Regions from separate parts of the Mus musculus genome. Here regions 2, 3, 4, 5, 6 and 7 are each linked to region 1. The links are chromatin contacts, called in public ChIA-PET, Hi-C, HiChIP or PLAC-seq, capture Hi-C and promoter capture Hi-C maps. All regions are on one chromosome and are shown on one strand. The core of a region is the stretch at or near the end of the contact, and the rest is flanking DNA. Distances in the headings are between cores, read along the strand shown. Region 1 holds the start of Ece1 (endothelin converting enzyme 1). Region 2 holds the start of Cdc42 (cell division cycle 42). Region 3 holds the start of Pink1 (PTEN induced putative kinase 1). Region 4 holds the start of Ddost (dolichyl-di-phosphooligosaccharide-protein glycotransferase). Region 5 holds the start of Kif17 (kinesin family member 17). Region 6 overlaps Hp1bp3 (heterochromatin protein 1, binding protein 3). Region 7 overlaps Eif4g3 (eukaryotic translation initiation factor 4 gamma, 3).

What was found. Promoter capture Hi-C pulls out the DNA fragments that hold promoters and counts their contacts. Hi-C and Micro-C count contacts between places; a contact is called where the count stands out from the background. ChIA-PET counts read pairs in DNA pulled down with a chosen protein or histone mark. HiChIP or PLAC-seq counts read pairs in DNA pulled down with a chosen protein or histone mark. Capture Hi-C pulls out chosen DNA fragments and counts their contacts.
Region 2: a contact with region 1 is called in an RNA polymerase II ChIA-PET map of memory CD8 T cells, with 7 read pairs. The contact joins the promoter of Cdc42 here to the promoter of Ece1 in region 1. A contact is called at or near these places in 2 of 115 datasets of contacts at active chromatin or transcription factors (memory CD8 T cells and microglia).
Region 3: an H3K27ac HiChIP or PLAC-seq map of thymic regulatory T cells shows a contact between it and region 1, with 2.8 times the contacts expected there. The contact joins the promoter of Pink1 here to the promoter of Ece1 in region 1. A contact is called at or near these places in 2 of 39 promoter capture datasets (cranial neural crest and pre-B cells), 7 of 484 Hi-C or Micro-C datasets (CD4 T cells, CD8 T cells, embryonic stem cells and 2 more), 3 of 115 datasets of contacts at active chromatin or transcription factors (large pre-B cells, stem cell-derived neural progenitor cells and thymic regulatory T cells) and 2 of 9 other capture datasets (embryonic stem cells and liver).
Region 4: a contact with region 1 is called in an RNA polymerase II ChIA-PET map of memory CD8 T cells, with 27 read pairs. The contact joins the promoter of Ddost here to the promoter of Ece1 in region 1. A contact is called at or near these places in 12 of 39 promoter capture datasets (the 3T3-L1 cell line, the C10 cell line, cranial neural crest and 7 more), 7 of 484 Hi-C or Micro-C datasets (CD4 T cells, CD8 T cells, embryonic stem cells and 2 more), 6 of 115 datasets of contacts at active chromatin or transcription factors (embryonic limb bud, embryonic stem cells, large pre-B cells and 2 more) and 2 of 9 other capture datasets (embryonic stem cells and liver).
Region 5: a contact with region 1 is called in a capture Hi-C map of embryonic stem cells, with 2.8 times the contacts expected there. The contact joins the promoter of Kif17 here to the promoter of Ece1 in region 1. A contact is called at or near these places in 3 of 39 promoter capture datasets (embryonic stem cells, neural stem cells and pre-B cells), 4 of 484 Hi-C or Micro-C datasets (embryonic stem cells and stem cell-derived neurons), 5 of 115 datasets of contacts at active chromatin or transcription factors (embryonic stem cells, neural tube, pancreatic cancer cells and 1 more) and 2 of 9 other capture datasets (adipose tissue and embryonic stem cells).
Region 6: a contact with region 1 is called in a promoter capture Hi-C map of pre-B cells, with 2.2 times the contacts expected there. The contact joins the enhancer-like site here to the promoter of Ece1 in region 1. A contact is called at or near these places in 5 of 39 promoter capture datasets (cranial neural crest, embryonic stem cells, neural stem cells and 2 more), 3 of 484 Hi-C or Micro-C datasets (CD4 T cells, CD8 T cells and Th1 cells), 2 of 115 datasets of contacts at active chromatin or transcription factors (microglia and stem cell-derived neural progenitor cells) and 1 of 9 other capture datasets (pancreatic islet).
Region 7: a Hi-C map of liver shows a contact between it and region 1, with 2.0 times the contacts expected there. The contact joins the enhancer-like site here to the promoter of Ece1 in region 1. A contact is called at or near these places in 4 of 39 promoter capture datasets (the C10 cell line, cranial neural crest, hippocampal neurons and 1 more), 1 of 484 Hi-C or Micro-C datasets (liver), 1 of 115 datasets of contacts at active chromatin or transcription factors (embryonic stem cells) and 1 of 9 other capture datasets (adipose tissue).

Annotation. Positions count from the first base shown.
Region 1 is chr4:137,860,235-137,864,218 of GRCm38.p6, reverse strand. It overlaps Ece1 (endothelin converting enzyme 1), which reads right to left and starts at 1,939. Exons shown (of 19, transcript NM_001369179.1): 1 at 1,838-1,939.
Region 2 is chr4:137,355,598-137,359,581 of GRCm38.p6, reverse strand. Cdc42 (cell division cycle 42) reads left to right here and starts at 1,823. Exons shown (of 6, transcript NM_009861.3): 1 at 1,823-1,936.
Region 3 is chr4:138,324,341-138,328,324 of GRCm38.p6, reverse strand. Pink1 (PTEN induced putative kinase 1) reads left to right here and starts at 2,029. Exons shown (of 8, transcript NM_026880.2): 1 at 2,029-2,492. The coding sequence starts at 2,106.
Region 4 is chr4:138,302,756-138,306,739 of GRCm38.p6, reverse strand. Ddost (dolichyl-di-phosphooligosaccharide-protein glycotransferase) reads right to left here and starts at 2,002. Exons shown (of 11, transcript NM_007838.3): 1 at 1,702-2,002; 2 at 1,475-1,585. The coding sequence starts at 1,861.
Region 5 is chr4:138,260,156-138,264,139 of GRCm38.p6, reverse strand. It overlaps Kif17 (kinesin family member 17), which reads right to left and starts at 1,889. Exons shown (of 15, transcript NM_010623.4): 1 at 1,407-1,889. The coding sequence starts at 1,637. Sh2d5 (SH2 domain containing 5) reads right to left here. Exons shown (of 10, transcript NM_001099631.1): 10 at 3,172-3,984.
Region 6 is chr4:138,230,950-138,234,933 of GRCm38.p6, reverse strand. It overlaps Hp1bp3 (heterochromatin protein 1, binding protein 3), which reads right to left. Exons shown (of 13, transcript NM_010470.3): 9 at 601-691. Among named protein-coding and RNA genes, the nearest start is that of Hp1bp3, 16 kb to the right of the region's middle. Within about 2 kb of position 1,818, at least 5 of the 459 cell types and tissues checked have an H3K27ac peak or open chromatin away from gene starts, as enhancers often do. A contact at or near this core is called in pre-B cells, where this site is marked.
Region 7 is chr4:138,182,509-138,186,492 of GRCm38.p6, reverse strand. Eif4g3 (eukaryotic translation initiation factor 4 gamma, 3) reads right to left here. Exons shown (of 35, transcript NM_172703.3): 26 at 3,148-3,365; 27 at 1,726-1,841. Among named protein-coding and RNA genes, the nearest start is that of Mir6399, 21 kb to the right of the region's middle. Within about 2 kb of position 2,217, at least 19 of the 459 cell types and tissues checked have an H3K27ac peak or open chromatin away from gene starts, as enhancers often do. A contact at or near this core is called in liver, where this site is marked.

The DNA of each region.
Region 1 (3,984 bases), core at 690-3,189:
CTTTTCAGGTCAGAGATAGCTCAGCCAGTTAAGAGCAGTTGTTGCTCTTACAGAGGAGCCCTGGAACCAGTCCTAAGCACCAACGATCTAGTATTCGAGCTACAGGAGATCCAACACTCTCATCTGCCCTCCACAGGTACCAGGCACACATGCAAGCCAAACACTCACACAAATTAAAAAGATAATTTTTTAAATGTTCCCAGGGCAGGGTGGGTTGTTAATTAGTTGGTTTATTCCAGCTCAGGCTGCCCTTGAACCAAGATCTGCCTGCCTCAGCCCCCCAAAACCCTGCAATCAGAACATGCAGGACCACACCAGACTTTCTGGTGCTTTGTAAGGAGGAAACGGTCCTCTTTGCGAGTGGCTCAGGCCAGGGTGGGTCTAAAGAGAGGACGTATGACCTCAAAGTCTCTCCCTCTTTTATAGCTCTCCCACATCCTCAAGCTTTAAAGCAACAGCTGGCCCACAGGTGACACATTCCCCGGCCATGAAACTAGACATGAGTTCGCGACAGGGTTTCTCTGTATAGGCCTGGCTGTCTTGGAACTCACTCTGCAGACCAGGCTGGCCTCGAACTCAGAAATCCTCCTGCCTCTGCCTCATAAGTGCTGGGATTAAAGGTGAGCGCCACCACTGTCCAGCTCTTGGGAGATTCTTAATGGGGGAGGTAAGTCGGGTCCAAGATGATCTCTGGGCACCTTGGGGGGGCGGGAGAATTAAGTCATCGGTCTCCAGAGAGACCAATGATGTCTCAGGGGAAAGACGCCAGTGGGTAAGAGAGAAAAGGGCTGTCTAAGGGAGACTTAATTTCTGACCAGGCACGGGTTGGTCCTGAGGCTGTCTCTGGAGCATCTTCAGCTCTCTCCATGATGCCCCTCTGTTTCTCAGCGAACCCCTCAGGCATGGAAGGGACATCACAGATGTAGGCAAGTCTCTAGGACCAAAAGGCAGAGAACCCAGGCAGATCTCCTCAGGCCACACAGGGTGTCCTGGGTCCAGTACACACGCCAAGAGCTCGGCTCTAGGAGAGGCAATCAGAGGTCCACAGGGAGAGAAGAAGCAAATGGCCCTGGGTGAGATGGAGAGGTAACCGGAGGCCTTGGCTCTAGGCCAGAGAGTCAACTCATCACTCCGAAGCTCTCAAAAGCAGCCAGATCTGGATTAGATGGATATCAGGCTTGAGGCTTGAGCCCCCAAAGAAGCCCTCTTCCTCAAGGACCCCTTTACCGTGGTGCTTTGGACCACGGGAGTCAGCACTTGGGCCCTCCTCTGAGGATTCATTACTGGGAGATGCTGGGAACACCAGATAACCCTCAGAACCTCAGACTATCCCCTCCTCTCTGAGCTATCTCTCCCCTTCCCATGAGCCAGGCAGCCACTGCAGGATCAGTGTAGGAGAAAAGTGCCCTAGTCTCCCACGATGTTCTCGAATCCCAAAGCCACTCGGACTATGCGGGGTGTGAGCTCAAGTCCAGCTGAACCTTGACGTCTCTGAATCGACCTGGCCTAGCTGCCCACGGTCTCCAAGTCAAGCCAAGCCAAGCTCAGCTCAGGGACTTGCACACCCCAAACCTATCTCACCAACTCTTCCCCAAAATCCAGCACGCGACCCCGAGTCTTCCACGCCAGGAGCAGCCCAGCAGCCCAGAACCAAGGTCCACGCGAACCGGACACCCCCCACAACTCCTGTCCGGGTCCAAGCCAGTGAACAGCGGGACGCGGGCCTCAGCTAAAGGGGACGCCCAGCTCGCCAGGAACCAGCCAGGATGCCATCGCCGCCCCGCTGTCGGGACCGTCGGGGTTGCATGGAGCCACAGCGGGCTGCGGGAGTACTCACCGTCGCTCCCGGGCTCCGAACGGCCGGGCTTAGGATGCACCTCCCGCTAAGGCTCCAGCTCCAAGTGCGCTGGGCTGAGCTCTACGCTCGAACCTCAGGGCTAGCTGCCGGGGCGGCGCGCGAGGCTGGGGCGCCCAGGCCAGAGGGCGGGGCCCGCCGCGAACCAATACAGAAGTGCGGGGGCTGCGGGCCCCGAAGAAACAGCCAATCAGAAGCGTCGGTTAGACTCCCCCCCACACCTCCGCGGGCTCCTTAACCCTTGGCATGCTGGAGCGCTGGATACTCTAGCTGCCCCGGATACCGGTGGGTCCAGGGGTGCGGGCCCGAACCTCCAGCTTGGCGTGCCTAATCTACACCTCGCCGGGACCCTCTCGAGGGACAGACGGAGCCGGTGTCAGGTCCACCTGCGCCCAGTTGGGGTTCTGGGAGCCTAGGCGACCTTTGTCTCCTGCCTGGTGCCTGCACTGTAGTATGACCCTGGGCACTGCAGCTGTGGGGTGTGTTTGTGTGCAAGAAGGAAGAAGGGCAGAGAGGAGAAGACAGAAAGGGGGGGAAGGGATGAGTTTCGAATGCCTGTGTGTTTATGTGGAAAGATAGAAGACTATATTTGGGGATTGTTAGTGTGTGTGTGTGTGTGTGTGTGTGTGTGTGTGTGTGTGTGTACACCAGCGCAGGCGCGCGATTCAGAGAGGGGAGAAGGAAAGAGAAATGGAATGGAATGAAGGCCCAGTAGGCGGGGGCACTTAGACCTCCAGTAGAGAAACTTTCTCTTTATGCCCGCTGCGCAGGTGCAGAGGAAGAAAGACCAGGAAACTGTACGTACTGGGTGAGCCGTGCATTTGTGACCTGTTGGGCACGCATGTGGGTGTAGTAGAAAGAGGCTTTGTGCCCCTGTTGTGAAAGAGTAGCCGGTGAGTGAATCCCGTTTGGTGTACATGTGTGTTCGAGCATGCAGCTTGAGACACACACACACACACACACACACACACACACACACACACACACACACACGGCAGAGATTTACCACAGCGTTGTAGGTGGCTCAGTTTGTGAGTAGAGAGGTCAGTGTGTCCTGTGTGGTAAATGTGTGGCTGGTTTGTTTTTTGTTTTTTAAGATAGGTCTTGGGGCTGGAGAGATGGCCAAATGGTTAAGAACATGTATTGCTTTTGCACAGGTGTGATGGGGGGGGGAATCGGGGGGGGGATCCCAGCACCGGTATCATTTGGCTCACAACTACCTGTAACTCCAGCTGCAAGGGACCCAATGCCCTATGCTGGCGTCTACAAACATCTGCATTCACATGTGCACATACTGCACCCCAGACAAACACATACATGTAGGTAAACAAACAAACAAACAAACTGCCAGACAGTGGTGGTGGCGCACGCCTTTAATCAGGCAGCAGAAGCAGGAGGATCTCTTGAGTTCGAGGACAGCCTGGCGTACAGAGCAAGTTCTAGGACAGCCAGGGCTACACAGAGAAACCCTGTCTCGACAAACCAACCAACCAACACAAAAAACAAACAGAGATGGGTCTCAATAACCTGGCCCACACTACCCAAACAGAGATGGGTCTCAATAACCTAGCCCACACTACCCCAATCCTACCTCTGCCTCTGGAGTGCTTGAGGTTACAGGTGTGCCCACCAAGCCCCACCTATTTGACTTTGGTCATTCCCTATATTTATATGATGCCAAGAAAAGAAACTAACGTATAAGGGATGTGAGATATATGTTCAGGGGCAAAGACATCCTAGAAGATGTGAGATGGGGGTTCAGGAGAATGGAAGGAAGAAAAAAAGGAGGGAGGGAGAGGGGAAGGAGGGGAGGGAAGGCCTGGGTAGTCTTGCCTACCATCCATCAAGAGGGAAGGAGGAGGAGAGGGCAGAGTGGCTGAAGATGGTGGCAGGCTTGGGAAGAGTAGGGAAGCAGGAACCCTTTCCCAGGACCTGTCCCTGAGTGTCCCTTGTTACACCAGGGAAAGAAAGACCAGACTGAGGATTTAGATGCCAGGGGGACTGTCTGCTCTTCCAATGTGTGTCTGTGGAAGCTTGGTGGGGTGGGGGAGGGGACCCATGGAGTGGGCACAGTGCTCTATAGCCCCTGAAACTTGGCAGCATCAAGTTTTCCACTGTGGAGGTGCAGG
Region 2 (3,984 bases), core at 574-3,073, 500 kb after region 1:
AGCTGGTGGAAAGGCCAGACATTGTCTGGGACATTCATGGGACTTCGAGGCAGGATAAAAGAAAGGACACAGCCAACCTGCCTTGGGAACAGAGAAAACTGTACTTTCTCTCAAGCCAAAGAAATTGATGAGGTTTTTTTGTTTGTTTGTTTGTTTTGTTTTGTAATCACAAGTTGCCATTTATGGTCATCGGAGTGGAGGGTGTGGCTGAGTGGCAGAGCACTTGCCAAGTATCTGGTGAGCCCTGGGTCCTCCCTGGCATCGGAGAAAGGCTAGACAACTTCGATCCCTATAGGGTGAGATTGCCCACATAGGGAAATGCCCACAGGGTAGAATGCAGCCTTGCTATAAGCGGGGCTTCGTTCGACACAGAACGATGTTTACAGTACAGCTTTGAAAGAAGTAGATTGCAGGCTGGGAGGTGGCTTAGAGGGCAAAGTGATTGCTGCGCAGGTGTGAGGACTTGAGTTCGAATCCCTAGGGCCCACATAAAGCTGGATGCAGGAGCACACATCTGAGGTCTCAGAGTTCTGCCTCCTTAAGACACACCCTCCTGTTTTTTGAGAATGGATGTTTTGTATCCTAGGACACTCTGAATCTTCTATGCAACCAAGGGTCACCATAGATTTTTCTGCTTCCACCTCCCAAGTGCTGGGATTACAGCCATCCATCTCAGAGCTTGGATTATGAATGTGGTAGAGGCACTAACGTGGGGCTTCGTGCATTCTTGGCAAGCTCTCTACCGACTGGGCTACATCTCCAGCCCGCAAGAGAACATTACTGAGATAAGGTTCCTCTAATGTTGGGGAGCATCTGACAGAAGGCTAGGCTCTCTATTCTCCAGCAGCTAGTACACGGCCAGAGAAGGCAGCTATTCAACAGGCGCCGAGATGACAGGGAAGAGAAGGATTTGATAGGTCAGATCCAACCAAAGGGGCCAGGGGAGAGCACTCAGGGACAGTAAATGTAGGACTTTTTTGAGGGGGAAAGTCTTTAGTTCTAAACAAAACCGAGGGTGATACTCAACTCCCACTCCAAAAACAGACAGATAAAGCTGTGCACAGCAAGTCACTTCCTCTCTCAGAGAAGCAAAGAGGCAGGCTATGGAGGGGCACGCCTATAAGCTCAGCACTTCGGAGGTAGAGGCTTAGCAGTTTAAGATCAACCTCTGGTACCTAGTTAAGCATTCAAATCCAGGCTGCGCTAAACGAGATCACGTCTCAAGTTATTAAAAACAAAACAAAACAAAACAAACCCGGTAGCCTGGGTATGGTGATGCACACCTTTAATCCCAGCACCCAGGAAGCAGAGGCAAGGGATTCTCTGAGTTCCAGGCTAGCCTGGGCTCCACAGCAAGTTTCAATACAGCTAGGGCTACCCATGGAAAGAAACTCTTGTCAAAAAACAAAAAACAACAACAAAAAAGAGAGAGACAGCTCAGGCATGGTAGTACATTTCTTGAAATATCAGAACTCTGGAAGCAGAGGCAGTAGTATTGCTGTGTTCTGGGACAGCCTGGTCTACATAGCCATTCTGGGATAGCAAGGGCTACATAATGACACCCTGTCTCAATAAAATAAACAAAAATATAAAAGTAAAACATATTTACAACACTTTTCTTCACGAAGTTGCAAGACTCAAAATAAACTTTAGTTACAACACCGTGCACATCATTGTTCATAGTTTTATTACGGATAAAAAATACCGTTAAAAGGCGCAGAGAGCCAACCAGAGCATGCAAGGAACGCAGCCCGCGCGCGTGCGCGCCAAGGGGCGGAGCCCGAGCCGCCCTCAGCCCCTTCTCTCTCTTTGTCCCTCCCACTTCCGCGGGCACCCAACCATGCGTCCCCTGCGTGCTGACGTCAGGCGCGTGCCCCTGTCCGGCAGCCGAGGAGGCCCCGCGCAGTGCTGCCAACGCCCCGGCGGAGAAGCTGAGGTGAGTGCGGGGCCCGAGAAGCCTCCCTGCGGGAGCGTCTTCTGCGCCGCCCGGTCCCCTTCGCGTGTCCCCCCCCCCCCCGTCCTCTCTCGGTTCTCGAGGATGCTCGCGGGCAGGGGCATCCCGGTGCTTGCGGGCGGTGGGCCGCGAGGGAGGGCTTGCCGGGGTCGCGTGCGCCCGCCGGCCCGGGTTCTGAGGGAAGCGAGGCGGGGTCGCGGCGAGGCTTAGGGCTGGAATGGCGGCGCGGCGCGGCCGGGGATGGCGGCGGCCGAGGGCACAGCCCGGCCGAGCTGTCAGCGGCGGCGGCGGCGGCGGCGGCGGCGAGAGGACCGGGCACACCCATCCCACCCGCTCCCCTCCCCCTCCGGCCGCCCGCGGGCTCCGAGGCCCCGGGGCGCGGGGTGGGAGACGCCCGGTCCGGACCGGGGTCGGAGGCCGGGGGCTGTCTCTCCGTTGTGGGCCTCGACTTCCTGCTTCCCCGGCCCCGCCACGGACGCGTTGCGGCTGGCGGGGGAGGGGAGCGGAACTGCGGCCGCAGGGCCGGGCCGGGCCGGGGCCGAGGTGACGGACCGGGCGGCTCTGCGCCTGCGCCCCTCGGCGGTCTCCAGCCCCGCGCCGTGTCCTCTCCTGCCCCGCGGCTCCCGGGGCTCTCCTGCCGGGGCCGGCCTCTTTGCCATCCGGGACCTGCCTAAGCACCTCCCGAAACCCCGCCTGGCCACTTACTCAGTTCCTCGTTCCTAGCAGGAAATTTTCTTTGTCGGTTATTATTACTATTTTGTAAATTCCTCTTTCCACCCCTTTAACTCTGGGAGAAATTCAGTGTGGAAGATTACGTCATCGCAGCATAAGGGGTGAGAGTTTTAACTCCTACAAGTCAGGGCTATTCAAATTAAGACAGCATCTTGCGGCCTTTGTGGGTCAACCCAGCACATTGGTTCAGAGTAAGGTGGCAATTTTTTTTTGTTGTTGTTGAAATCCTGTTGCCTGTCTTCAGGCTGCCTGAGATGCACCTAAAATACCGAAGGTTCAAAATCTTAGGTTTAAGTTATTTTGGTCAGGGAATATACACTGTCTGCAGCCACTTGTGTAGGTATGATCTTTAAAGGACCCCTTGGCTATATACTCGGGTGAATTGCAGGAGCAATTCTTTGCCACACTAATTGTGACTTACTTGATGTAAAGAACCCAACTTCAGTGCATGGTTTGAAGAATGAGGTGAAAAGAGAATTTCGTCATACCCCTGATTTGTCTTTGTTAGGATTGCAACTTCAAAGTTGCATGCTTTAGTTTTTCCATTAAAAGGGCTTTTGGATTTTTTTTTTTTTTTTATCTTGAGACAGGGTCTCCATATGTAGCCCCGGTTAACCTTAAACATAGAGGGACCTCCTAGTCTCTGCCTCTCAAGAGCTGGGCTTACAGGAATGAGCTACTTGAATTACCAACCTTGATTTTAATTTCTAACCCTAAAAACTTGAGTAATATTTTTAGATCACTAGAATGGTGTGTCCTTTGATTATAGTACACACTAGCATTGAAGAACATTAACACTGCAAAGCAAATGATATCCAGTGCATCCCTGTAAGGGTGGCTCATGTTTGAACAAGACTTTTCCCATTATTGCTCATTTGTATAGAAAATGATGTTTGTAAAATACTGGAGTGGTGGATTCAAATTGGCTTTCTGTAGTTGGTAGTTGTGGAGCTTGAATCTTCCAAAATCTTCCAAAATTTGTTAGCCTTAATGTGACATATAGGAATATAAAATTGGAATACTTACCTACTATTGTGTTTTTTTTAGCCTATATTTAAAAGGTTTATATGTGCACCATTTTTTTTTTTTTAATTAACTAGTTTGGGCTGGTGAGATGGTATAGTGGATAACAACACTTGTCCAACAGGCCTGACTACCTTAGTTGGGTCCCCCAGAACCCAAAGTGGAAGGAGTGAATCCTCTCCAAAGTTGTTCTCCATTGGGCCTTAGTGGTCCTAGCCTTTAATCCCAGCCCTGGGGAGGCAGAGGCAAACTCTTGAGTTTGAGGCTAGACTCAT
Region 3 (3,984 bases), core at 780-3,279, 460 kb before region 1:
TGATTGGCGGAGTGATGTCAGCTGAGACAGACACATGTGCTGAGACAAGACACGTGGCAGTGGCAGGCATGTAATGTTTGGAGGGAATATAAATAGGACTTCACATACAAGGACAAAGGCGGAGCTAGCTTATAAAGCTAGCTGTGCAATGCTTGGTGGTCTCTGAGTCTTCCCATCTCTGAGAGAGGCACAGATGAGAACTTCTGGTGTCCCCTCCTATCCCTCCTGCTGACTAGTGCCAAGGCTGAGGCCTGGCTGTCTCTGCTAGGTAGTGCCACCGTTGCTGATTCATGTTTGCTATCCTGACTCTACTGAACTGGACTGTGCTATATCTGTGAAGTGTTTGCGAGTGGATCAAGCTGCCACTGTCTCCTGTGAACTGAACTGCCGATTTCCAGACAACACAGATGGAGTTGCTCCAAAGAACCTTTCTAAACAGGTCCACTTCCTTTCTTTCCCACTACCTTGTTAATAGCGTTCTCACGCCCGGCCAGGAAGAACACAACAGACCAGAATCTTCTGCGGCAAAACTTTATTGCTTACATCTTCAGGAGCTAGGAGCGCAAACCCCCAGCCCCAAAAGCGAAAGCCCCTTCTTACATCTTTAGGAGCCAGAGCTCCGGCGCGCCAAAGCGCAGAGCGCGCTCTATTGTTTACATCTTTAGGCAGCGAGAGAGCGCAGGGCGCGCAGAGCCAGAGAGATGCCAGCGAGAGAGAATGGCGGAAAACCCGTCCCCTTTTTAGGAGAGTTATATTTCGCCTAGGACGCATCACTCCCTGATTGGCTGCAGCCCATGGCCGAGCTGACGTTCACGGGAAAGGCAGAGTACAAGTAGTCGTAAAATACCCTTGGCACATGCGCAGATTATTTGTTTACCACTTAGAACACAGGATGTCAGCGCCATCTTGTGACGGCGAATGTGGGGGCGGCTCCCAACACTACCTCTGGTGGGTAGTGGGTTAAAAGAGAGGTTAAAGCATTGAAGAACCATCATTTAAAATAGGCTTTGAAGGCTGGGCAGTGGTGGCACACGCCTTTAATCCCGCACTTGGGAGGCAGAGGCAGGTGGATTTCTGAGTTCGAGGCCAGCCTGGTCTACAGAGTGAGCTCCAGGAGAGCCAGGGCTATACAGAGAAACCCTGTCTCAACACCCCCCCCCCCCAAAAAAAATAGGCTTTGAAAAAAATTAAAAATTTCACTGGATGACCAGTATTTGGTATTATGTGATTTTACACACACACACACACACACACACACACAAAATTATGCTTAAGTCAGAGACAAGCAAAAAGATTATTCAGCCTGATGTGGTGGTATATACCTGTAATCCCCACACTCCAGAGGGCCATCCTAGTCTACAGGAAGAATTCCAAGCCAACCAGGGCTATGCAAGGCCTTGTCTCAAATAAAGTAAAATAAAATGAGTAAAAATAGTAACAGGGTTAATAACCTTATTATCAGCTAGCTATTCGTAACAAGCAGTTTAAGTCATAGGGATTTATTAAGCATCTGGGTGGCTTCTGGTTAAGTCTCCCAGTCAGTCTCAGACCTCAGCTCCTGCACCCACTGGTGCATAAATTATGGCCTTTGGTCAAGATTTCCCTCCAAGATCTAAGCCCCGGAACCTCCAACCTGTCTGTACAGGAGCATGAGAGCACTTGGGAGTGGGGGAGAAGAGCCAAGGTCTTCCCTCGATAGCCAGGGCAGTGTGAACTTCAACCTCAACTCTAATACCTGCAAGCAATCTGGAAACACCACAGTCGCTTATCTACAAAATTGGCACTCATATCATGGGGGGGACAGTCAAACTAGCTAACAGGTGTAAAGGGCCTGGATCGGTGACTGATAACAAATATTAGTTTCCTGGCTCAACGTCTCATCTTAACCAGGACCAGTGAAGTTGTTCACAACCCCTCGACCTGGGTTCAAAGTGCAAACCAGCTGCACCAAGGGATGCAGGGATGAGCGGGTAGCGCCCCCGCGTGCTGCGCAGGAGAACTGCCGGGGACCGCCCCCCGCGCTTGCGCACAGGCGCCGCCCCCGAAGTTTGTTGTTGTCCCAGACGTTTGTGGCGGTGGCAGCTGGCTCCGGTCACCGCGCCACCATGGCGGTGCGACAGGCACTGGGCCGAGGCCTGCAGCTGGGTCGGGCGCTGCTGCTGCGCTTCGCGCCCAAGCCCGGCCCGCTGTTCGGCTGGGGGAAGCCCGGCCCCGCGGCGGCCTGGGGCCGCGGAGAGCGCCCAGGCCAGGTCGTAAGCCCCGGAGCACAGCCTCGGCCGGTCGGGCTCCCCCTCCCGGACCGCTACCGCTTCTTCCGCCAGTCGGTAGCTGGGCTGGCGGCGCGGATCCAGAGGCAGTTCATGGTGCGGGCCCGGGGCGGCGCAGGCCCTTGCGGCCGAGCGGTCTTCCTGGCCTTCGGGCTGGGGCTGGGGCTGATCGAGGAGAAGCAGGCGGAAGGCCGGAGGGCCGCCTCGGCCTGTCAGGAGATCCAGGTGAGAGCGGCGGTGGGCGGGAGCGCCGGGAGCGGGCCGAACCGGGCCAGAGTGTAGCCCTGAGGCCAGCCGGGCCGGGGCGGGGCCTAGGCCAGGAGGAGGCGGGGTTAGGAGAGTGAGTGATCTGGGTGGGGCGGGGCCAAATTGGACAGCAAGGGCGGAGTTAGTTGGATAGTTGTTGGGGCAGCCTCAGAATCCTAGTGGTGTAGGGGCGGGTCGTGAACCAGGGCGTGGTAGGAGCCTGGGCATTGGGAAGGGCAGGTCTCTGAGCCGTGATTGGGCAATTTAAGGGGGTGGGGTACTCGTGGACCAGACTGAGTGGCTGGTGGCATCTTAGTTATGTGTCTAAGAGCATGAGGACATGCCTAGACCTTGGGGGGGGGGGTAGGTAGATCAGGGGATAAGGCAAAGATTAAAATCTATCTATGACTTGGACTATACATTTCTTGGAATTGATCTGTTAATTAAGGCTGACCTATTTCCCATTACTGATGGCCTGATATGCCGACACTTTGCAAACAGTATGGTTTAAAAGCTGCTGATTATTGGTCTCTGTTGCACTGTAACAAATGGCTTTGAGTAAATTTCTTTTCTTTTGGGATGCATAAAAGGGGGACAGAGCCTTGATTTGTATATGTAGCCCAGGTTTGTCTTGAACTTTTTTTTTTTTTAGTTTTTCAAGACAGGGTTTCTCTGTGTAGCCCTGGCTGTCCTGGAACTCACTTTGTAGACCAGGCTGGCCTCGAACTCAGAAATCCACCTGCCTCTGCCTCCCAAGTGCTGGGATTAAAGGTGTGCACCACCACAGCCCGGCTGGATGATAACATTTGGAATGTAAATAAATAAAATATCCAATTGAAAAAAAAAAGTCACTCAGGAGGCAGAGGCAGGCGGATTTCTGAGTTCGAGGCCAGCCTGGTCTACAAAGTGAGTTCCAGGACAGCCAGGGCTATACAGAGAAACCCTGTCTCAAACCCCCTGCCCCCCCCCCAAAAAAATCAAAAGTTATCATCCCCTTTCCCAGTTTCCCCTCGGTAAACCCCCTATCCCATTCCTCCTCCCCCTGCTTCTATGAGGATGCTCCCCCACCCACCCACTCTCAACTCACTGCCCTGGCATTCCCTACACGGAGTCATCGAACCTTCACAGGATCAAGGGCTTCTCCTCCCATTGATGCCAGTCAAAGCTATCCTCTGCTACATATGCAGCTGGAGCCATGGGTCCATCCATGTGTACTCTTTGGTTGGTTGGTAGTTTAGTCCCTGGGAGCTCTAGGAGGGGGGGGGGTTGGTTGGTTGATATTGCTGTTCTTCCTATGGGGTTGCAAACCCCTTCAGCTCCTTGGCCTTGAATTTCTGATCTTTCTACCTCTATCTCCAAAGTGCTGGGATTATTGGTATGGACCACCATGCTTGATACACATCTTCTAAAACCCCTACCACTCTCATTCCTTGGTGCACTCATCATCCTAATTTACAGGGAGTCCATGCTC
Region 4 (3,984 bases), core at 753-3,252, 440 kb before region 1:
ATGCTGGCCAAATATCCATGCAAAACAAACAAACAAACACACACACACACACACACACATAAGAAATTGTCAGGCTGGACAGATGGCTCAGTGGTTAAGAGGACTGGCTGCTCTTCCAGAGGACCTGGTTTCAATTCCTAGCACGTCTGTAACTCCTGTTCCAGGAGATCCAACACCCTCACACAGACATACATGCATTCAAAACACCAATATATGTAAAGCAAAAACAACTAAGTTATATATTTTTTAAAGTGTTTAAAAAAGCAAAAAGAGCCAGGAGGTGGTGGCGCACGCCTTTAATCCCAGCACTTGGGAGGCAGAGGCAGGTGGATTTCTGAGTTCGAGGCCAGCCTGGTCTACAAAGTGAGTTCCAGGACAGCCAGGGCTATACAGAGGAACCCTGTCTTGAAAAAAAAAAAAAAATGAATGAATGAATGAAAAGAAAAGAAAAGAAAAGAAAAGAAAATTGCCAAAGGAACTGGAGATAGCTAGTTAGTGAAAATACATAGGAAGTGGCTAAAGCTATGGGAAGGGCAAGCATCTCAGCAAGATAAAAATATGAGACTCTCATGTCATCTATTCTCGGTTGGGGACACCAGACTCACAGGCCCAAGGGAGTTAAGAACACTTCTCCAAATATACACATGGAAGAGAGAGACAAAGTTCAGCTCAGTAGATCTTAACAGAAATGTCTAGTGGTGGACTCAACTGCCTTGTAAGACAGAAATAGTTAAGTGTAAGTTACAGATCTTCACTCCATTCAGTAGTCTCTGAGGGCTGGTGAGATGGCTTAGCAGGCAGCCACAGGTCGGTCACTGGGTTCAAGTCTCCAGTAAGGGCTGGGAATGACAAGCGGTGCCTATTACCCAAGCATCAGGAGGCAGAGACTGATCTGAGAGCTCACTGTCCAGCCTGCTTAGTCAAAATGGCAAGCTTCAGGTTCAGTGAGAGACCCTGGCTTAAGGGAGTGAGGAGTGTGACAGAGTAGGTGACCCGATTCTACACGTCCACAGAAGTGTGCACAACCTCACATACATGCATATTTCCCACCACCCCCAATACCAACTAGCCTTGTGTTGGTCAGCCAAAACACATCCATCAGGCCTTAAGGGTTGATGGGTATGTATCTATTTGTATTCTTATGACCTGCAGAATGACTTTTTACAGCAATCCATGTTAATAATGTGACAAATCTTTGTACACAAGCAAGTCAAATCAAGAGTTTCTTTATCAGGACCCTTGTTAGAGAAAACCCCCTTCTCCAGAAGCGAAATGTCTACGGGTGACATTTGGCACTCTATCCTTAGCTGTATCTTTTTGACGGATGAAATCTCCGAGGCCCAAGCTGCAATTAACATTTTCCTCTACTATACTTCGAAACTCACCCCAAGACCCAGAACATGCCCAGGAACAAGAAGACAGCCGTCTCCTGAGCCCCCCCAATCCCATTTCGAGGGGCGACGCGCGCCCTTACCTTCCACCGACGGGGAAAAGATGATAAGGTTGTCATAGAGGAACTCCCCGTACTTAATGAGGGACAAGCTGGGGTCATCTGCGGTCTTGAAGGTGAGCTCAAAGCCCCGGTCTGGAGGAAAGAAACCCGGAACCCGGTCAGGAGAGGAATCCCTGCTGCAGCCCTCGGAGGGGGCTGCCGTCTCCGCCCCAACCCGGGCCATTCCCTCGGCTCTGCTCGGCGCTCACCCTTCAGGCTGCGGAAGAACAGCGAGTGCGTGTCCCGCACGTTCAGGTTGTCCAGCAGCACGAGGGTGCGGGGGCCGCTGGCGCAGACGCAGCCGAGCACGGCCAGCAGCAGCCCGCAGAGGGGCCAGGCGCGGACGGCGAGGCGGGGATCCATCTTCATCTCCCAGCAGCCCAGGCCAGCACCTGGGCACCGGAAGCGTCCCTCGCGGCCGCCCAATGGCCGCTCGCAGCGGCGGAGTACCACTTGGAAGCGGTCCGGGTACTCCGTGGCCCCGCGGCCCACGCCGCTGCGGGGACGGACCAAGAAGCAGGGAACGCCACCGGAAGTGGCCCTCCGGAGGCCGAGTCTCTGTACCTTATTGGCGAAACGCACTTGAGGCTCCGCCTCCCCCATGGAAAAGGGCCAATCCAAGAGAGACAGCTCCGTAGCTGCTGCCAATCAACAAAGCCGGGCGCCCTTTGCCTCCGCCCAGGCTAGCTCCCGCCACATCTCTCAAACTCTCCTCTAGCGTCTCCAGATTTTCCGTTTCCTAGGCAGCCGCCCCTTTTCCCCCAGGACGCAGTTGTCATTACCAGGACCAGATAGGGGTGAATTCCTCGCCTGTCGCTAGTCTAACGGGCTCGGAAGCAGGCCCTTATCTCTTGAGAGCAATGAGGTGGGGAAATAGGCTCTGGCCAGGCCCGAAACAGGGTGGATGGCCAAGGAGAAGGTTAGTGATCAAAAGGCTCTTCACAACCAGGATTGGTGGCTCGTGCTTTTAATTTCAGCACTCGAGTGGGAGGCAGAGGCAGATCTTTGTGACTTCGAGGCCAGCCTGGTCCACATAGTGAGTCCAGGCCTGCTGGGGTCACATATTGAGAGCTGGTATAATGCGGCGGGAGGGAGCAACTTGGCTGGCCGGCCAAGGTGATCCCCTGAACAATCAAGCCACGCGACAGACCTAGTGTAAAGACGATTTATCGTCGGTGGAAGGGAAGGGGACTTGGGACGGGGTAGAGACCGAAAAGGGGAACAGAGAATGGTAGAGAAGAGGCCAGCTGAGAACATCTGGGGGGAGAGAGGAGAGAATAGGAGATAGGGAGAGAGGCAGGTTAGCCGAGAGGAGTCCTTACACGCCTGGCTCGCACCTGGCTGGCGGCTACCCAAGCTGCTGCGTGGTGCCTAGCGGAATTGTCTATAAGCCAACATGGGGTGCCAGCAAGATGGTTCAGCTGATAAAGGTGCTTGTTTGCCACCAAGACTGACGTCGTGAGTTCAATCCCTGGGCCCCAGACGGTGGAAGGAGAGAACGGCCTTCTGCAAGTTGTCTTCTGACACACACACACACACACCAACCCAAGATTCAGGACAGAAATAAAACGTAGAGGTCTAGGGATGTGTACTTCAGTGGGTAAGATGCATGCATTATCTAGATTGCAGGAAGGCCTGGGTTTGATGCCCAGTATCATAGAAAACTAGGCATGGCAGCTGGCAGCTGTAACCTCAGCACTCGAGATACAAACATCAGGATAATTAGTGCAAAGTTGTCCTCAGCTACATGCAAGTCCCAGGCCAGCTGGATGTGACCGTCTCCATATAATAATTATCGTTCCTAAACTTCTCTGAAGCCCAACCACACCACTCAGTGACACTGACTTTAGGGATGTGCCATTGTTAGGACACCCTTTCAAGGTACCCACCTACACCTCTCCCTATAGCTTCAACCGCCTCTGCTCTCTGCTCTGAGTACTGCCAACCTTCGCACACACCCTTGAGTTGCCCATCTGCACCTGTTGCCCTTTCAGCTCCCTCCACAGGTGCCCGCCCTCCCCAGGACTCCCACCTGAGATCTGTATCTTTGCTTTTCCATGGTGGTGGGTGGGGCTTTATTCCCTCAGAAACCTGAGCAACCTCCCCTGACTGGTGCTACTGCAGTGGCCTTTGGTAGTCTGACCCTGTACCCTGGCTGCTTCAGTGAAAACTCCTTGGCCCAAGAGTAAGTAAGGCCTACCAAAGTCTCTGGTATAAGGAGGAGGGCAGAGTAGCTCAGTACAGAGCTAGCACATACTCTAACCCTTCACAGAATACCACGAAGTGGGTGCAGCTCTCGTTTATCGAGGTGGTGAGGAACTGTCAGCTCCCTTGACTGTGGGCCCACCGAGGTCATGCTGGAATACAGAGGGGAGGGCTGTCATGGCAACCTGGATTCATTTCTGGCTATGTCAGGACACAGTTCCAGTTCGGGTCCCTGAAGCCTGGCAGGACAGCAGTAACCACACCTGCTGCACAAACCTGAGCTCAAT
Region 5 (3,984 bases), core at 640-3,139, 400 kb before region 1:
GTCCAGAGATAGGTCTGCACAGTGGGACTCGGAAGTGGAAGAGAGATCCAAGAGGTCTGTCACTGTGCCCTTAGTGTCTTCCTCTCTGGGTAGGCCTTGTCCAGACACTGCATAATCCACAAGAAGAGAACAGAGGCCTCACCCTGAGCAAGGCTGACAGCCCTAGACAGAAGCAAGGCTGAGGAGGAACACACGTTCAAATAGTCAAGGTGTCATCTCTAGATAGAGGGAGGCGAGTGCTCTGCAGGGTCCCTGGGACAGAAGTAGGACTGAAAGCTCCCAGGAGGCCTGAGTGCGTGGGACACTCTGGAGACCAAGAAACAAAAATGGAACAGGCTGCTTCCAGGGCACGAGCTACAGCCACTTAAGACATGCAAGCAAGGGCGAGGCCTTTACTCGATGGAGATTCAAACACCCGAGAAGCAAGAGGGACTGAATCAGATGAAATCTCTGATTCCTTCTAGCCTAAAAATCAGGTCAACAGGATGATAGCGGAGCTACCCTCAGAGCCTTGGACTGCTCCCTTGGGGCAGCTGTTCCTTGCCTTCTGAGTATTCAGAGGGCACCACCTCTGGTCAAGTGCTCTGTGGTCTACATTATCAGTCAGAAAGCCTTTGGAGTGGGGTCAGAGTTCAGCAAAGCAGAGATGCATGCTTGACCCTAAGTTCTAAGGATGCGTCTCTATTCCTGGCTCAGCACCACACAGGCTGGAGGCTTTGAAACACATCTCAATAGGCAGGAGAGGCAGAAGAGATGAAAGAGCCTGCCAGTCAAAATAGAAAGCATCCGTGTTAAATATTTTGGGATTTCTTTGCATAAGGGTTTCTCCAAACCTCAGATACTGGAGCACATGGAAGCACCACACTGTTTCTTTCTTGGAAAGACAAGTGTTTTCTCTACTACTCAAACGAGAAGAGTTCAAACATGAGGATTTTGCTTGTGGGGTTGAAATGGGGGCAAGTGTGAACAGAGGAGAGAAGACTCCTGGGACGCTTAGGAGGGAAGGAGGCTGAGGAAAATGGCTGGAGCTTTCAGGATCCTACAGGTCTGGAATGAGGACAGAGGACCAGGAGTCTAGAGTCTTTGGTAATGGGGCTGCAAGCGATGCGGGTTAGGACAAGCAGGGACGCTGAGCAGTCCTGGGTCTGAAGTTCTGCAGAAAAAGCTGCAAAGGACGGGCATGTACCAGCTGGGGTGCTGGGTTCAGCTGGGAGGTTGCCACCACACTGGGGGCAGGTCCCCGGTGGATACAGTCAGGACAAGCCTTCAGACTAACCTGCCGCTATCTACCTGTGCCCGGAGCCTTCTCGCTTGGCTTTTGGGGTAGGGGCTGGGTTAACCCACCTATCCTGTCTCCACTTTCCGGGAGCCCCGAGCCTGGCCCTTCAGTCTCGGGACGCCCTCACCTCCACCAGCGGGTAGGCGATCTCGTTGTAGATCTGCTCGGTGAAGTGTTCTATGTAGTAGGCGCCATCGAAGGTGAACTGCTTTGGGGGTTCGTCCGCCGCTCCCGGGTTCTGAATGAAGCATTGGCCGCGCGCACTGTCCACCGTCACCACCGACTGGCAGCTCAGCTCGCGCTCGCGCTTGTTCATGGGTCGGCAGCGCACGACCACTTTCACTGACTCCGAGGCCATGGCTGCCCGGGGGCGTGGCCCGGTCCAGGGGGTGGAGCCAGAGCCCGCGCGGGGCGGGGCCTGGCGGCGGGGGCGGGGCCGCACCAGGGGGCCGGGACTCCCCGCGGGGCGCACTGGGTGTGGCAGGGGCTCGGCGGACAAGTGTGCGGGCTGGAACCCGGGCCGCCGCCTCCCGCGCCCGGGCTCGCCCGTCCCTGAGGCCGGGCCCGGGCGGGGAACGGGGGATCCGCGCTGCAGGCGCCGCCGCACGACCCGAGCCCCGGAGCTGGCCGGGTCACGCTCGCGCTCGTGCACGCCGTCTCGGCGTTCGCCGTTGCTGGGCAACCTCCGTGACGTCACAGGACGGAATGGCGAGTGCGAGGGAGAGCCCGGGTGCAGGGGATGCACCAGGCCGTAGGAACTACCCTATCCCATCCTCTGCTCTGTCTCACAGGCATCGCAGCTCCAGCCCAGTGAGGTTCAGCAACCCCGCAGAGGTAGGCAGGGTAAGACTTGGAGCCCACATCTGACTCCACTTCCCTTAGGGGTTACAGACTGAGAGGGACAGTCTGAGAGTGACAAGGACTTCACTGCCCCCTATCCACAGCCCTAAGAATTCATATTTTTAAAAGACGGGAAAACTGGGCCAGCAAGATAGCTCAGACAGTGAAAGGTGCTTGCTGCCATGCCTACATGGTCCCAGTCAATGCCCGGGACCCCACAAGGTGGAAGGACTCTTGTAAGCAGGTTCACACGCATAAATAAATATATTTGAAAAAAAAATTAAAAAGACAAAAAAAATTTAGGAGTTAATCTTTCTGTTGGAAAGGCCACACAGACTAACCTCCTGACCCAGTCTGTGCCACCAACCACCAAATTGCAGTGCTCCCATGAGTTCCTAGGCACAGAAACACCATCAGTCATTTGACAGGCTCTGGGAAGACAGCCTCTTGCAGTCTAGTAGGGGAAACTAACATTCGCATCTTCTCATACACACACACACACACACACACACACACACACACACACACACACATGCACCAAAGAATGACTACAAATGAGCCATTTCTGTGGGTCACCTTTAAAAGGATCCTCTGTTGGCTGGGGGGGCGACAGGAAAAGTATCTTGGATATAACTGGAGCTGAAGTTTGGTTTAGGCAGATGTGGGCTGTACAAAGCACCTACTACACTTTGCTGAGACGGTAAACAGATCAGAGTCTGAATTTTAATAAATTACATGTGTGTGCTCACGCGTGTGTGTGCATTTGTATGGATGCATGGATGTGCACCCAGTGTGGCGGTCAGAGGACAACTTACAGGATATGGGTCTCTCCTTCCACCACGTGGGACCAAGGGAACAAACTCAGTTTAGCAGGTTTGACAAAATGCACTGAGCCAGCTCACAGACCCATCTACTTTTTTCTCAAAGGCCCTCCCACGAAACCTCATCTCCTAATCCCTTCAGACCTCTCTGGACCCTGGTGGCCAGGACCTCGGTCCTATGCCAGCTGCAGTCATGTTTGACAGACAAAAGCAAAACAGGAAAACGACTTCTGCAGTCGACTGAAGAATGGGGTTTATTTGTCTCAAAGTGCACACAAGAGAGCCGTGGTGGTGGTCTGCATAGACACAGAGCCATGGCTTGTAAGTAAGACACTGTCTGAACACATGGGCTCCAGACTGCGTCATTTGTACCATGCGATCAATAAATGCTTTGGAAGAAAAATGTCAAAGGGCATGGGGGAAGGCTGGTGGTCCCTTGGATGTGCGGAGGTTCTCCTGGTATTGTACACATTGGAGATTCACACTACGAACATACCCTCTTGGAGGTGAGCCCTGGCCTAGAGTCTGGGCCAAAGTAGCTACCAAATTTCCTTGGGTGTAACTCTGCGGTTGGACACGGGATGGATATGCTAATCTCTCTGCTCCCATGGCAACCAGGCCCTACTCAGGAGTAGGCATGCAAGTGGCCATGGCATGGAAGGGAGGTGAACTCTTGTGAAAGAGTTCCACAGGCGCCTTTCTCTCCATCCCTCACAAGATGCCTCACTTGAAAGTGAAAGAAATGGCAATGCACTTACTGAGCTGAGGTCTTATCCCAGTGTCGGGGAGAGGCGGGGCGGAGGTTGGGGGGAGGGAGACAGGGATGTTGGAAGCACCCAGCCTGGGTTGTCATCTTTCTCCCCAGTTTGTCCCCTCTCTGTTCAATAGAGGCCACTTCCTTCCCAAGGGATCCAAAACCCAAAACCTGCGGCTTCCACTGAAACATGTGGTATTCAAGGCACTAAATGAAGACATCCCTGCTCCCTGCCTGCCCCTCTGCTTCCAAAGGTAATCCATCTTGTTCTTGTTCTTGTTCTTGTTGTT
Region 6 (3,984 bases), core at 569-3,068, 370 kb before region 1:
ACAAAGCCAGGATTCCAACATGATTCTCCTGCTCCTACAGCCTAGCACTCTGCACTGGGGCAGCTTACAGAGCTACTGTATAAGCCTTCCCCAGCACTCAGCAGGCAGAGACAGGGAGATCTGAGCCAACCTGGTCTGCAAAGTGAGTTCCAGGATAGCCAGGGCTACACAGAGAAACCCTGTCTCAGAAAATAAAACAATGTCAGGTGTCCAGTTTTTCTAAATCTTATTATCACACTCATCTATTGCTGGGTTATTATATGGAGAGGTCAGAGCTAACCTAGCAACGGCCGCTTTTCTTCTTCTACCACGTGGGTCTGGGGACAGAACTCAGGTCATCCGGCAAGCACCTCTACCTACTTTGTTATCTTGCTAATTCTTTTTATTTCTTGAGACATGGCCTCTCTATGTAGTTCATTCTGGTTTTGAATCTGAAATCTTCTTCCCTCAGTCTCCCTTGGCCTGAGTATGCTTGGTTCTGAGTTTTAATTTCTAATTTAGTAAACACGAATAGATGTTAACACAGAAAAAAACCATTTTTTGAAGGTCTTCAACAGTTTGAGAAGCAGTTTGACAAGTGACCTTTCTTCAGATGCTAACCTGAAATGTCCCCGAAGCACCCTTGCCAGTTATCTGCTCGAGCTGGCCTCTCTCTACTGCTCGCTGCAGAGCATTCTTCAACAACTGGGGCCTGCAAAGAAAAACAACCGTGATAAATATGTCAGTGAAAGAAGACTTGCAGAAACAGACATGAGGCTATTTCCAGAACTAAAGTTGTAAATTCTATTATGTGTAATATCTTGTTAAAAAGACAAAAACGGAACACCAAACCGCAGGCATCCTGGACAAGCAGAACTCCTTTCCTCCTAAAGCCGTTACTGACATATTTATAGGCCTCACATATAGTGCAAACTTTCTAACTGCCAGACCACGCCAAGACCCTGGAACTTACTAGCATCACACTGATGAATGCCCTAAACAATTAAACAAAGCAAAAAACATGATTTTCTCCCAAATGGGGGGTCTTACTATGTGGCCCAAACCTACAAAGCTTTTGGCTTTCCTCATACTAACCAAATTTATAGAACATGTAAAAGTACTTTAAAAAAAATCCAATTTTGGAGATAAATGACACTCCCTGAGGAACAGCACACTAGAAGTGACCTCTGGCCTCCACAGACACATGTACAAGTGGGCTTGTACCCCACACAGGCACAGCCAATCACCCCGCCCCCGCCCCTCCCAGGAAACTGAAGTAGTGAAGGCTCCTGCAAGCATCTTAACATGGGAAGCACATTTGTGTTGCTGAGCAATACTGACACGGACAGTAATTCAGGCAGACCTCTGTGATGACACTCAGAGATATGACAGCCTGCCTGTGACACATGAGATCCTATGGTTATTTATTTTTATTTTACATATGTGAGTATACTATTGCTGTCTTCAGCTACACCAGAAGAGAGCATCAGATCCTATTACAGATGGTTGTGAGCCACCATGTGGTTGCTGGGAACTGAACTGTGGTCCTCTGGAAGAGCAGACAGTGCCCTGAACTGCTGAGCCTTCTCTCCAGTCCCCAAAACAAAACAAAACAAGGCTGTCAGGCCTCCATGGAGCTAGCTGAGAGCAGCAGTATGGCCTGGCCTTACAGAACGAAAGGGGAAAGAGCTTCAACAGAGGGGGACTGAGTTTTCGGTTCATTGTCGTCTAAAATGCTTCAACCGTTCAGAATCTGAGGTGGCTGGAGCAGGGACAAGGGGCAGCAGTAGTGCACACAGCACTGTCTGCATAAATCCACAACTGAGCAGCTGTGACAACTGAAACGATTTGGTCTACATTTCCTGAAAGGAAAGCCAGCTGTGGTACAAGCCTTTAAGTTCAGCTCTCATAAGGGAGAAACAAAGGCAGGTGGATTTCTGTGAATTCAAGGCCAACCTGGTCTACAAAATGAGATCCCGTGTCAAACTCTCAAACACACACACACACTAAAGTACTCAGAACTGTATGTTTAAATGATAGAATATTATGTAAGTTATGTATGTAACTCAGATGACAATATGAAAAGGCAGCTCTTTTTCTGCCATGTGGGCTGGGGACCACACTAAGGGCAAGTTTGGCAGCGATTCCTTCACTCTCCAAGGTGTCGCCATGTCCCTCTTTACTGGTAAATAACACTGATCTATCACAGCAAACAAAAATCATTATCTAACGTTGAGATATGAGGGTTTCTTAAATATTTCTTTTTATGTTTTTTATTCATTTTTATGCCTGCATATGTGTGTGTGTATGCATGTCTGCTGGTCTGTCTGTCTGTCTGTGCACCATGTGTATGCCTGGTACTTGAGGAGCATCAGGCCCCTTGGAGCTAGATAGCAGGGAGCTACAATTTGAGTACTGGAAACCAATGCTCCTAACCATGGAGCCACCATTTAGCCCAACATGAAGAGAGTTCCAGGGACTGTGACGAAGGCTCAGTGTGTGGCGGTTTGAAGGAGAATGGCTCCATAGGCTGCTACGTTTGAATATTTGGTCCCCAGTGGCTGAACTGTTTGGAAGGATTGAGATGTAGCCTTGTTAGAGGAGGCGTTGCAAGGGTGGACTTTGAGGTTTCAAAGGACTGATGCCATTCCTGCAGTGTCTTTGCTCTGCCATCAAGGACTCTAACCCTCTGATCTCAAAAGCCCAATTAAGCATTTTCTGCCCTGGTCATGGTGTTTTGTCACAGCAACAGAAAAGAAACTAAGACAATGGGTAAAATGCTCCCCAGGTAAGTATGAGGATTCAAGCTCAGACCCCAGACACCATGCAAAAGCCAAGTGGGTGTGGTGGTCCACCAGTATTCCCAGCTTAAAGGAGGCAGGGGAAAAACTCTTAGAGCAAATTAGCTAGCCAGACTAGCCAAGGTATTCAGTGGCACAGTCAAGACAGACTCTGAGCATCAACTTCAAACCTCTTTCTGTATGTGCACATGCATCTGAACACACAAACACGCGTCCCTATACATTTTCTAAATGCACACGCACATACGTACTTGAGTGTGATGGTACACACGGTGAGCCCATTACTTTAGAGGTAGAAGCAAGAGGACTAGCAACTCAAGACAATCTTATTGCATAGCAAGTCTGTGGCTAGCCTGGGCTACATGAAACCTGTCTCAAATCAGTCCTTCTACAGGAAGGATTGATTCAATACTGGCTCAAAAACATTTTAGGGCTGGGAGAGCTATACCTATACTGAATACACACTTTCCCCTTACTATTGTTGCATAAATTATAAAATCTATTACCGTAACATTTATATTGGGTATTTTAAATATTCTAGGGAAGATTTAAAGTATACCAGAGGACAAGACCAATGGTGCAAGACTATAATACCACCAGGCTGAGATAGGAGAATCACAAGTTTAAGGCATGTCTAGATAATTTAATGCAACAATGTGTCAAAATAAAAAGTAAAAAGAGGAGCCAGGGTATAGTTAAGGGGTAAAGGCTTGCTTTGGCATGCATGAGGCCCTAGCTTTCATTGTCAGTAGTGCAAAGTACATCAGAAGCCAGGAGTAACTCTACTTCAGAAGGCAGAAGTCTGAGTTTGATGGCAGTGTAGGCTACACGGTGAGCTCCTATCTTAAAACAAAAGAAATCACACAGGAAGATGTGCACTGCAGCCACTGCTCACACAGGAAGACGTGCACTGCAGCCACTGCTCACACAGGAAGATGTGCACTGCAGCCACTGCTCACACAGGAAGATGTGCACTGTAGCCACTGCTCACACAGGAAGACGTGCACTGCAGCCACTGCTCACACAGGAAGATGTGCACTGCAGCCACTGCTCACACAGGAAGATGTGCACTGCAGCCACTGCTCACACAGGAAGATGTGCACTGTAGCCACTGCTCACACAGGCATCACTATGTAAAGCATATGCTTGAGTAGTTGTAAGGTTTTGGTAACAAGGAGGCTCCTGGAACCAAATCCTGCACAGG
Region 7 (3,984 bases), core at 968-3,467, 320 kb before region 1:
TGCTAGCAGCCTTCCCTTTCCTTCACCCTCTGAAGCAAGCTCTTCTTGAGAGGACAGAGGTGAGAAAGGTGGCCACTGACCACAGCAGAGGAGAGTGCCCGCAGGCGGCTCTATCTGCGTTTCTGTTATTTAATACTTTGAGTGCTCAGGTCAAATTATCTAGTACAACCTATCTACCTTTGTAAGGTCACTAGTTGTTACTTTTGTGTCTTCCCACATACTCAGAAAGCTTACACTGGCGAGGAGGTGTCCTCACGTGTCCACTACTGACCCTGAAGTACACTGCAGCTTTGTGCTTGGGGAGTTCAATTTGAGCTGACATCACATGGCACGAAGCCTCTTTTTGGCCATCTAACTCTGCAGACACTGCTGTGTCACCTGCGGTCACTCTGCAGGCTCTCCTGCCTTTCATGTTTCTCCACGAGCCAAGGTGCTGCCAGCTAGTCAGTGCTGACTGTCTAGGAAGGAGGCTGAGCAGGCGCAGGGCAGCAGCCCTCTGCTGTTCATTCAAGGCTCACTCCGTTCCAGGGTCAGGTCTGCAGACTCATCCCTTCACCTTTAACATCACCAAAAGCTTTCTCTGGCTGGTCTGGGGGCTGATGACTACAACTCCAGGAAAGGGAGGCTGAGGCAGGAGGCAGCTCTAAGTCATGTAAGTGCTCCAACTTAACTGGGCTATAGAGCAAGACACTGTCTCAAAACACAACACAACATCCTCTACATATCCAGGAACCGGGAGGCAGAGGCAGGCAAATTAAAAGGACAAGATCAACCTTGGCTAGTGAGTTTAGGGCTAGCCTGGCCTGCACAAGGCCTCAAAAGAAACTGAAAACAAACAAAACCCTCTAGAATACCATTCTTCCCACTTCCAGATGCTGGCTACTACAGGTGTGAAGGAAGGTTTCAGGGTTTGGATAGACATAATCAAAGTGATTTTGTGTACAAAAAGCAGATAATGGTTAGGTTATTCAAAAAAATGAATAATAAGATTTTCAATAATACCAAAGCAAAAGTGTAAGTTATCTAGCAGCTGTTTAACAGAAGAGACACCTTCTGACCTGAGCGGTAAACAAGATTGGGTCACACGATCTTCCGTCACCCCTTCTAGCTCAGGACATCTGTGGAGTCACCTGCACTGCTCTGTCTGTCACTGGACTGTGGCTTTTTTCAGGCAAGAGGTTTGTCCTACCAACCATCACTTAAAGAGTCCAGGTGGAGGAGATGTCAGAAAGGCAAGCTCACAGGGTGGGGGTGGGGGGTGTCTTGAAATGTCTCAGGCCTTCTGACCTGAACACACACTGTCCTTTTGTGCCTCAGTTTCCCACTTACAAAACAAAGGAAAAATGATGGCAGTCATAACCCACGGAAAGGAAAATGATGCTATGATGTCTAAGGGCCCAGACAGGTGGGACGGGGCCAGCAGTAGCCGCAGTGGTACTCTGCTGTCTGCTCCTTAAGGCCACCGTCAGTTTAGCCTCCTCTCGGTTACACTGACTGGAATCCATTCTCTTTTCCCACTATTAAATTTGTGAATGACAGAGATCATCAGTTTAAAATAGAGAACTTGGCAGAAATGCAAGAGCTGAGCCAACTGAACCCTGAAGGGCTGGATTACGAAATCCATGTCTTATCTGCTCATAATGACACCTAGGTCACGCCAAGCTGCCATGCTCTCTGACATGGGCTGCCTAAGAGTTGCTTGCTGCCTTCACTGTCAGCATTTACCTTAAAGTCATTGATGTGTAAGAATTCGTCAATGATAGACTTGGACTTCCTCTCCACTTCCTCTTCTGACAGTGCAGGCTTGTCAGGGGCTGGCACTGCACACATTTCCGATTTTGCTATGAATGAGATCAAAGAGCAAGAAGATAAAACACTAAGTATCAGTCCAACTGGACCTTGGCTGGTGATGTTTACGTGCTCGCACGCTGGCTTTTCAGGGCAGGTGTCTTACGGATATTGGTTTGACAGAGTCAGACAAATGAAAGGAAAATCAAAGGCCCTTTTCTTTAGGACAGAGAGGTACACAGTAATACCACAGTCTGCGCTCTAGCCATGACCAGAGTTAGGGATAGTTTGAACCTTTAGAGCCACAGCTTGGCAGTTTCTTTATTTTGATTTCCCTGCAACTGCTTAAAGAATGAGCCCACAAAGGCCTCTAGAACACACAGTGGGTGAGTGCCTGCTTGACAGAGTACTGACTACACTGGCCCAGTGTGGGACCTGTGTAAACACTGCCTGGCCACTCCTGCCTCCCCTCTGCCTGGCCGCTCCTGCTGCCCCTCTGGCTGGCCACTCCCGCCTCCCCTCTGGCTGGCTGCTCCTGCTGCCCCGCTCTCCTATGCTTCCCACCGCTCCACCCCAGAAGTCTGTCTCATCTCTACTCATCATCATGAACTCTAAGATGATTCAAAACCATTTTATCTATCAGCTCCTGTTTCAAGTGTTTCTGCAAGTTAACTCAATTTCTTCTAAGAAAGAACTGGACAGGGTGTGTGTGAATCGATAAAAATCCAGAGCTCAGACTGAAGACACAGAGAACTGTTACTGTGCCACCAGAGTCTGAGCACATGCACCCTAAATACAAACAAACCCCACACAAGTGACGAGGGAGATGAGGCTGGAGAAGGCGGCTGACACCTTCTCTGTTAAGCAGGGATAACGTGAGCCCTACCAGAGCCTACAGGGCTTTGAACACACTGACATCCGATGACCACGGGACCAGGGGCTGGAAGGACTGTGAGAAAGTCAGAATACTGATCATAAAGGAAAAGGACCTTGTCGTCACAGCATGGCAGACAGGGAGGACTGGAAGCTCTGTGATGGCACAGCTTTGGAGAGACACTGGTGACACCCAATGACAACACTGTGCGGATGCTCCCAGGGGTGGGTGCAGAATGTACTCATCAAGTCTTGGTAGCTTTATTACTGCTTATTTTTTTGTTTAAGTGTATGAGTACTGTACCTGTCCTACATGAGTGCTGTGTGATCAGAGGTCAGAAGAGGGTGTGGGAACTGAGTATGGGTCGTCCAGACGCAGAGTCAGGGTTCTTATCTGCTGAATGACCTCGCCAGTCCTGTCTCTGTATTTTGCTTCTGAATTTAAAGCCAATAGGAGGTCTGTCTTGCATCCCAGGGCCCTCTCACCTAGCTCCCTCGTTTTGCTTCGGTCGGCCTCAGTGCTGGCCCGCTCAGCATCCAGGCCTCCTGTCAGCTGTTTCACGGTCTCCAACATCTCTCTGCGCTGCTCTTCCTGGGACTGGTTGTCCAGCAGGTCTTTGCTGCTGCCCCTCAGGAACGTGTTGGGACGGGCTGTTCCAGCTGGAATTGGCTTGTCGCTCTTCTCCCTGCCCATGCTCCCACGACTAAAAAGATAAAACAACAGGCCTCAGAAGATAATGTCTTGCTTCATACAACACAAAGCGTTACCAAGATTTTCTACATATAACTATTTTAAATCTTTCTCTTTGTAAGGCCGCCCGTGATTGGAAAGCACCAGACTAGTTGACCCATTTTCCAGCCTCCTACACAACTTCAGATATAAGGCACTAACTATATTTTAAAGTGTACTAACTCGCAGAATAGGCAAAAATCTGAGCTTCCAAAGGAATATTTACTAAGATATTTTAATTTTACCTTTAGGAGGAAAAAGGATACTACCTTAAGACTTTATTTTTTGTGTGTAGTCTTTGATTTTGTAACTTTAAAACATCCATAGATCTTATATATACAGGAAGGAAGTTTTGTTTTTCTTTTTTTAAAAAATATTTATTTATTATATGTAAGTACACTGTAGTGTGTCTTCAGACACTCCAGAAGAGAGCATAAGATTTCGTGGCAGTTTTGTTTTTCATGGATAAAAATCATTCTTTAAAAACTCAAATGTGAGTCGGGTGTGGTGGCACACGCCTTTAATCCCAGCAACTGGGAGGCAGAGGCAGGCAGATTTCTGAGTTCGAGGCCAGCCTGGTCTTCAGAATGAGT